Linked DNA regions of Mus musculus: regions 2 and 3 are each linked to region 1. A link is a contact called in public HiCAR-type and promoter capture Hi-C data. All regions are on one chromosome and are shown on one strand. The core of a region is the stretch at or near the end of the contact, and the rest is flanking DNA. Distances in the headings are between cores, read along the strand shown. Region 1 holds the start of Adamts6 (a disintegrin-like and metallopeptidase (reprolysin type) with thrombospondin type 1 motif, 6). Region 2 holds the start of 3830408C21Rik (RIKEN cDNA 3830408C21 gene). Region 3 holds the start of Ipo11-lrrc70 (Ipo11-lrrc70 readthrough).

Region 1 (2,822 bases), core at 110-2,609:
AACCTGAAGTCGATAATCACATGGAAAATGTGCAGGTCTCAATTTCGTTTCCTTTTTATTCTTTTGGTGGTATTTTCACTTGTTGAAGTATATATTCAACACACAGGCGTTTTGTTCATGTCTTTAAGTCTTGAAATTTTGCTCTACTGATCTGACTCCTTACATGACAAAATTTATGAATAACTTTTAAATATTTACTGCAGAAATTAAAATAAAACAAACAAACAAAAGTCAGAGAATGACACCAAAAATTCTAACAGTGACATTAGTCTACCCACCCCATCCCCCACCCCCTACCCCGTGCCTTTCCTTTTTCCAAGAAACTGTAAATAACAAACCAGACAAGACTCCGCAAGAGGTTAGAGGAGGAGGAAATAGGCGGGGTGGGTTAGGGGAGAGAGGTTAGAGGGCCGGAGTTTCTCTCATTCACAGGGTGGAAAAGTTGACATTGTCTAAGCCCTTCTGAATGGCTGGTGGTTGGATACCCCGATTGTACCTCTACTTCCCCTCCCCCTCCACGTGACGACCCAGGACACATGCGCACCCGACGCAGCCGAGGCACATCTGCAGACTGACGTCAGTTTGTTCTGCCTCTGAGGAAAGCTGCCAAAATTTTCTTCTGCTGCAATTGAAGTTGGCTTGGGGCCGGCAGTGAGCTCGAGGGCTACTTCAACAAAACTTTTCCTGCCCTTCCTGCTCCTCTTGTCTTCTCTCTCCTGATACCTTTTGATGCTCTGCACATGTTATTTGCATAGCAAAGGCACTAAGCTGTCCAGGAAGAGAGGGCACCACTTCCACCCCTAATAAGCCTTTCCCCTCCTCTTTCTTTTTTCCTTTTTTTTTTTTTTTGAGGGGGGGTGGGTGGGGGGAGGGAGGGAGTTGGGGGTTGCAAAGCACTTCTCAGGTTGATAGCCTTGGATGTATTGAACGGATTTTTTTCTTTTCTTTTCTTTTTTTCTTTTCTTTTCTTTTTTTTTTTTTTTAACTGCCAAATCGGAAAGTCTGTTCTTTAAAACTCCAGTTAGCGAGACTATAGGGTTTTATTCTGGCTGCAGAATAACTGGCTGGTGTGGCTTTGCAAGGGGGGGCGGGCAGGCAAAAAGAAAAGACAGAAAAGAATACGTGAGTCGTCCAGTGCAATCTCTATTGTTTGAAATTTACTTTTTATCAGAATTTGAAGATGAAAACGGTAAGGAAGACTTCACAATATTCAATGAAACCTTAAAAAAAAAAACCCAACAACTTGTGCTTTGCTTATCTTCCGAAAAACGCTTAGATATTCTCTCTCTGTCTCTCTCTCCCTCTCCCTCTCCCTCTCTCCCCTTCTCTCCCTCTCTCTCTCTCCCTCCCCCTCTTCTCTCTCTCTCTCTCTCTCTCTCTCTCTCTCTCTCTCTCACTCTCTGTGTTGTGTCTGCGCGCGCGTGCGTGCTTTATGGCAAGAAGTGAGTTTCACTAAACTCACATTACAGATAGAAATCTTTTAAACTCTAGTCTACTCGTGGATGTAAAATTCCGGGGCTTACAGGTATTTTATAATGTGAAAATACGCGCTTATTGTATGAATTTGCATGTTGTGCGAAGTGGACTTGATTATGATCATCGTGGACTTTTAACTAATCACCAGATAGCGTGGAGAAGGTAATGATGATGTGTGTTTTTAATCGATTTCCAGACTTATGAAATTGCCTTCTGAGAATCCGTTTCATGTCAGTGTCTTTAGTATTCAGACAAGTGCATATTTCATGCCTGTGCTCTCAGGGTAGCAGTAGTGTGCTGGCTGAGCACCGATGCTCTAGGATATGTTAAGCTCTTAATAGGCTAATCAAAGAGATGAAAGCGTGTGGTTTTGATTTACTTTTGCCCACTTGGGCCATGCTAGACTCATAACTCTCTGGAGCCTTGTTTATCAGAGTATGTCTGTATATATGGTATATAAGACTGAAGTTCAGTGACTGGGGAGAGAGAACAAGAGTGCTGAAGGGAGTATTGGAAAATCTTTCTGATAATATATGCTATAATTCATGTTTTTGATAAGCTGTCCACTTGTATTAGGGGCAAAGAGAGCAAGCCAGAGTAAGAAAGCACACTGAGAGGGAACAAGAGAGTAAGTTTCTTACTCTTGTTTTTATTTGAGCTGCTGGTGCAACGCGTTTGGGCCAAATGCCAACTGTCTGGGTCACACGCGTTTTATCCAAATAGATTTAGCGCTGCTGTCTGGAAATGGGCTGCTGAATGTTAACTTTAGGATCAACTCAACCAGGGCAGCTCAGACTGTTACCCTCTGTCTGGATGAGGTGGAATGGGAAGGGGGGTTGTGTGTGGGAGGGTGTGCAGAGAAGAGGGGAGAAAAGGGAAACCAAACCATTGCTTGGAACTTTAAAAAAATACACTGAATATAATTTTCAATTTACTCTCTTGTGTTCAGAATTTTTGTACTATTTTTTCTTTCTTTTTCATTTCTTTTCTTAAGATTATTTTGATTAGACTGAACTATTTAGTGGTGAATTTGGAGCCCTTAAAATTCATGACAGGGAAAGAAAGGCAATGTAAAACTTAAAGGCGTCTTAGAAAATTAATTTTGAAGATGATTATTTTCCCCAAAGCAGCAGTGCAGCCTTGTTTATATTAACCTGATGCTTACATGTGAATAGTAGTGATGTTTTTGGAGTGTGCTACATTAAAGCAAATCATTCATTTATCACAACTGGCAGCAAATTTTTCTGTGTAGTTATATTAATATTTTTTGTTATTCCTCAGAGTAAATCTTCCAATCATTTAAGACTGAAATATTGTAAATAATTTTTATGTTTAGTCTAAAAACC
Region 2 (2,822 bases), core at 237-2,736, 2.7 Mb after region 1:
GGCCATGCCCTTATTAATTGCGGTAAAGGATGGTGAATAGGCCACAATTAAGTAAAAGGAATTGGGTACAAGTGAGATGCAGTCAAGAATCAATTCCTAACACTAGCATTTCATTCATCCCCTTCTACTCAGTTATTTCATTTACAATATGGATGATTTTCACTTTACACTTAGAAGTGATAAAAATATTTCCCCCCTACGAGGAACCTACAGCAACATCCATAAGCAGCCTATGGGTCTTTTTTTTTAAATGAATTAAACATGTCTCTTCCCCTCGCCTTACACTTCTCTCAGTTACCTCCCCAGGGTGTGAAAATATCAACATCCGGTCGCCCACCCTCTCAGGAGTGTCTCCCGTGGACTGCGTCCATCCTCTCTCCATCCTCTCCTTCCCTTTCAGTAGCATCACCTTGGTGAAGCGTACCGAGTATTTCTTTCCCGTTACTCCCCCACCCCTTTTCATGGCCGAGTGCAGCCTTCTCTGCACTTGGATCAGCAGAAGAAAGCAGCATGCTTGGGGGAGAACAGGCAAAGAGGCCTGACAACCGGATAGCACTTAACAACAACCGGATGGCTCCCCAATGGCCTCTGGCTGCCAGTCGGGTCTCTCGGTGCCGACATCCCCGATCTTCACGCTACCACCCTTTCCACGCCACCGAGGCAGAGACCGGTAAAAGGCAGAGTAGAGGCAGCGCGAGGCACGGGCAACCCTAACGGAGTCCCCTGGGGGGAGAGGACCGCGAACCCGGGAGCGGCTCCCGCCCTGCGGCCGGGGCCCCGCACTGCAGCGGCGCCCGGGCGGACCCCACGCCCGCCTCACCCGCACAACGCCGCACACAAAAGCGCCGGGCCGCCGCCTTCCCGCCCCCACAACCCGTAGAGCAATCAAAGGGGCAGCCGGCCCGACGCGGCCAGAGGCGCGGCTCACCATCGCTGCGCTTGATCTCCACGTAAATCCCGATCTGGATCTTGCCGAAGTTGGCCGTTGCCATCACCTCATCCGGAGCGGCGGCAGGCGGGCGAAACAGGCGGGGAGGGGGCGGGGTGGCGGCGGGAGGGGCAGCGGTGGCCCGCGTCCGCGCCGGTCCGGGAGGCAGCGTGGACGCGAGCGGGGCCGCGGCGAGAGCGGCGGCGGACGAGCGGGCTGAAGCCCCGGGCCTGCGGGCGGACGGGCGGACGGGCGGGCGGACGGGCGGGCGGGCGGGCGGGCGCGCACGCCGGGCGTCCGGGTGAAGCGAGGGCCGCAGCCGTGAGGCGGCGCGGGGGAAGAGTGGGAGGGCTCGCGCCGCCCGCCCCTACGGACGCTGGAGAGGCGGGGCGCCGCGCGCCTGCGCACACCCGGCGGCCCGCGGCTTCCTGCCGTGCGCCCGCGCGCTCGGGCTGCAGGCGGCCCCGCCCAGCTCGGCTGCGGCCTGGCGGCGGGCGGGGCTGAGCCGTCCGCGGGAACGGGAACGGGAACGGGAGCGCGCGCGGCCCGGCCGGGTACGAACCCGCGCCGGGTTTGATTCCGCACGCGGCGGCCTACGAGGCGCGGGAAACGACTCGCGACGTCCTTCCAGAGCTCCCGCTCCGCGTGCACGCTGCCGCAGGAACGGGTTGAGGGCCGAGTGGGATCGAGGCTTTCGGGGCGCGGGACTGAGGGGCACTGACCGATTAAAGAACTGGCTCAGTGCATTTCTGTGGCTGTCAGATCGCATGCCACTCCGGGGCAGCCGGTCCTTGAGGAACCTTATTAAGGCCGGGGCATGCCTGGTTCAGGCTTCCCATCAATTATGGAGGGTCGAAAGGGTGTCGTCCACCCTGAGTAGGAACGAAGACCTCCCCTTGCCCTTTACTTCCCAGCTCATTGCAATTCAAAGCGAAGCCCTCCTGGGCTACCAGCGGGCCTGTCCTGCTATCCTATTGCTTCAGTAGAGCTCAAGGCTTACTTGCCCTAGTCTCTAACTCCAGCAGCTATGACTCAAAATCAGAGCAGAGACTTGAAGAACGTTGAATAATGAGCCTCTTCTGCAGTCATGTGGCTGAGCTGACTACAGCAACATGGAGAGTGCCAAGCAGAGGGGGCCAGGTAGACAAGCGTGTAAACTGAAGTGTAACCTCCACCAGCTTTGTCGTAAATTCTTTGTAGAATGACTTACTACTCTCCTCAGTTACTCCCTGCCTGCCCATTCCTGCATCTTGGTTTCTTCATCTTCCCCCATGATCTAGGATAATATGATCTCTTCTCCTTCCCCCTGATTATTTAAATCTTCCTCTCACCTCCCTACATTTTTCACTTGTTATTTACTTTTTTTTTTTTTTTTTTTTAGATAGGGTGTCATTTGACCTAAGCTGGCCTTAACCATGCTATGTAGTGAGGATAATCTTGAATGCCTTACTGGTGTGAGCCATCACTTCTAGTTTATGTGGTACTGGGGATAGAATCCAGGACTTTGTACGTGATGAGAGCATTGTGGATGAGAATGGTTCATGTGCTTGAATACTTTGTCCCCATTGTTGGAACTGTTTGGGAAGGATTAGGAAATGTGCCCTTATTAGAGAAAGGGTTTCACTAGGATCAGGCGCTGAGGTTTCAAAAGACACCATTTAGAGTTAGCTTTCTAGACCTCTTACTTGTGCATCAAGAGGTGAGCGCTCAGGTGTTGAGGCCAGCATGCCTTTGTTCCACCATCATGGACTTCAAACCTAGGAAACCATAAGCACAGTGAAACACTTTTGTTTTGTCGGTTGTCTTGGTCATGGTGCTTTATCCCAGAAAGAGAGGCAACTACAACACCAACAAGCAAGTGTTCTACCAAGTGAGCTAAACTGCTAGCCCTGAA
Region 3 (2,822 bases), core at 101-2,600, 2.5 Mb after region 1:
CTAAATGTATCAGGTTTACAATTTCTAAAATAACTCTCAGTTAAAGTCAAATGTTTAAGGTTGTTAATTTTACTAAACCCAATCCTAGTGACATTTATGATCTTTACACGCTTCAGGAGGGAATAATTTACATTAATAGCTCACTGATAAATGCAAAAGGCTGTCATGATTCAAAAAGGTAACTTAAAGACAGTCTCAAGATTTGTAACAACATTTAATGTTACTTTTGTTAAGATATTACTTTCTAGATACAAAAAATGAAGAGAGATAAGACATTGAAAGTCTGAGATCTATGTCCTTAAATTTTTATTGTTCAATAAAAAGAATCTGGGAACAGAACAAGTATACCAACTATGTCTAGGACAGTGGTGAGTTCTCGGTAAGTGTAGACTTTTACACACCACCAATCAATGTCCTTAGAACAAAAGACACCCAGTTAGACCACAAATATAAACTATGAACATCTCATCACCCCTTAGGCGCTAAGCAATTTATACAACTGTTTAAAGATAGAAAATACAAATGGCTTAACTGAACAAAGCCTTTAAGATATTCATACGTGATAGTTACCCAAATAGAATTCTGGAAAAGAATTAAATAATCCAATTTCACTAACATGAAACATTATTCCCAAATCCAGAAAAACTGGACCTTTAGGAAAATTCTAAGGAATGTGAAAGGACTGGGGTAGTCTGTCTTCCATTTAGAGTTGGTAAGAATACAAATAACAATAATGATATTAAAAACAAACAAACGAACAAAAAAAAGAGCAGGTAGCAACCAGAAATAAACACAGGCAAGGAAGAGAAAATAAAAATCCACATGTAACCCAACCTAACTTCTTTTTCCACATCAGAACTGACTCCAAAGACAAAATTTTAAATTGTCAGAAAGGTCTTAAAACAAAAGTATCAAAATACTGAAACTTCAATAGTCCATTTAAAGTAGGATAAGCCAAAACCGCGTGTTAACACATATTATGGGTGACAGTATGAACTGCTAACACAGCTATGAAATCAATTCTTTAGCAAAGATAATTCAAACTCAACAAACTAAAATATGTTTGCTAAGATAAACTTTTAGAACCGACTCTGACACACATAACAAATGACGTGAGGATAACGATTTTTGGATACATGCCCCATAACCTATATGAAGCCTAACATCAAATAATAACTTAGGAAAATACGAACAGAAAAAGCAGGCTGTACTTTTCCACCAGGTTCTTTCGGCTAAACAACTGTACTTAAATAATCTTACCAAGGATACGGGACTCGTATCATCACGTGGCTTTAAGGCTTTGTTTTAACTCTGCAGAGCTCCGTTCTTTAACTCAGTTCCTCTGGGCACTGCTGACCGCCAGCACTCCACCGTTTTTTGAATTTTAAAGCCATGGCTATGCAGGAAACGCCACTCTTCACACTGGTTCCTCTACAGCCAATGTGTAAAACAGGGGTTGCCATGGATACAGGAAACTGAGAGACAGGAAGCAAGTTTATCTGTGCTTCAAAAGTATTGTTGAAAGGAAGTCTCAGGAAAGTATTTTTTTTTTCAGAACGCACTCAGTTTTCCTAATATATACACCTAAGTAATTCCTATAACTTGAAAGAGGATTTTAAAGCCAAATGTCTGAAAACTTGAGGTATTCAAAAATCTAAATAAGAAGTCTCTAGTTATCAACAACACATATTGTCTCTGTGTTTGTGTGTGCGTGCATGCCTGCACGCGTGCGTGAAGGTCAGAATTGACACCAGTGTCCCCCTCTGTTACCCTATAACTTGCTTGTTAAGCTAGGTTCTCACAATCTGAGCTCACAGACAGTTTCTCAGACAGTTGCTACTCCCCAGAGTTAGGACCACAGCTGGATTTTGAAGGTAGGTGTTGAGGATCGGAAGCCAAGTACATTACTGACAGACATTCCCCTGCTCAATATCACAGTCACTAAATCAAAAGCACACTGAAATAGGAGTATATAAAATAAAGTGATCTTTATAAAAACATTTGAGACAGAGTCTCATTATGTAATCATGGCCAGCCTGGAACCCTCTATACATAAAAGCCAGGTTTGCCTTGAACTCATAAGAGACCTGCCTGACTCTGCCTCCTGAGTCTGTAATTAAAGGCATGTACTACCACACCAAGAATTTTTAAGCGCATTGTCCTATTTATTTTCAAATACTTACTGAAGACTTATTGATTTTTAAAAGAACATAAAGTTAGTAAATAATTTAGGATGAACAAAATATTAACACAATATTCTAATATTTTGAATTTTTAAAAATATTTTTTGTTTAGAAAATACTGATTACTATCAATTAATTGAGGAAATTAAGGCCATGCCCTGGGTTGGAAAGTAACATAAACTCCCTTACCAAATTATTAACAGAGTTTATCCCTGGATAAAAAGTTAGGGAGAAGAGACTGGGGAGATGACTGGGTAGGTAAGATGCTTACTATGCAAGCATCAACACTTGAGCTCAGACCACCAGCACCCATGTCAAAAAAGCTGATGTGGTTCCATATACTCAGACCCCAGCATTGGGACGGCAGAGACAGGAGGGGATCCCGAGGTCTGCTGGACAGCATCCTACCTAAATCAGCAAGAGACTCTATCTTGAAAAAAAAGATGAACTCTGGTTTTCAAACACATGTGCAAATGTACACCACACACACACACCAATGTGTTTACATATGACACATGAGGGGGGGGAGGGAGGGAGGGGGGAGGGAGGGAATGAGTTGCGGAAGAGTAAAAGTAGATGTTCCTGAATTACTTTTTACTCTATATGAATGTCTGAATTAATTTGAATACTTTGGCATGA

The links. HiCAR-type assays count read pairs that join an accessible place to other places. Capture Hi-C pulls out chosen DNA fragments and counts their contacts.
Region 2: a contact with region 1 is called in a promoter capture Hi-C map of liver, with 4 times the contacts expected there. The contact joins the promoter of 3830408C21Rik here to the promoter of Adamts6 in region 1. A contact is called at or near these places in 2 of 115 datasets of contacts at active chromatin or transcription factors (astrocytes and large pre-B cells) and 2 of 9 other capture datasets (adipose tissue and liver).
Region 3: a HiCAR-type map of astrocytes shows a contact between it and region 1, with 4 times the contacts expected there. The contact joins the promoter of Ipo11-lrrc70 here to the promoter of Adamts6 in region 1. A contact is called at or near these places in 2 of 39 promoter capture datasets (liver and pre-B cells) and 2 of 115 datasets of contacts at active chromatin or transcription factors (astrocytes and large pre-B cells).

The regions. Positions count from the first base shown.
Region 1 is chr13:104,286,476-104,289,297 of GRCm38.p6, forward strand. Adamts6 (a disintegrin-like and metallopeptidase (reprolysin type) with thrombospondin type 1 motif, 6) reads left to right here and starts at 1,360. Exons shown (of 25, transcript NM_001081020.2): 1 at 1,360-1,525.
Region 2 is chr13:107,021,084-107,023,905 of GRCm38.p6, forward strand. 3830408C21Rik (RIKEN cDNA 3830408C21 gene) reads left to right here and starts at 1,487. Exons shown (of 4, transcript NR_015471.1): 1 at 1,487-2,822. It overlaps Kif2a (kinesin family member 2A), which reads right to left and starts at 1,272. Exons shown (of 21, transcript NM_001374727.1): 1 at 929-1,272. The coding sequence starts at 992.
Region 3 is chr13:106,834,952-106,837,773 of GRCm38.p6, forward strand. It overlaps Ipo11-lrrc70 (Ipo11-lrrc70 readthrough), which reads right to left and starts at 1,351. Exons shown (of 4, transcript NR_165805.1): 1 at 1,261-1,351. All of the region lies in intron 27 of Ipo11 (importin 11), which reads right to left. Lrrc70 (leucine rich repeat containing 70) reads right to left here and starts at 1,351. Exons shown (of 2, transcript NM_001378597.1): 1 at 1,261-1,351.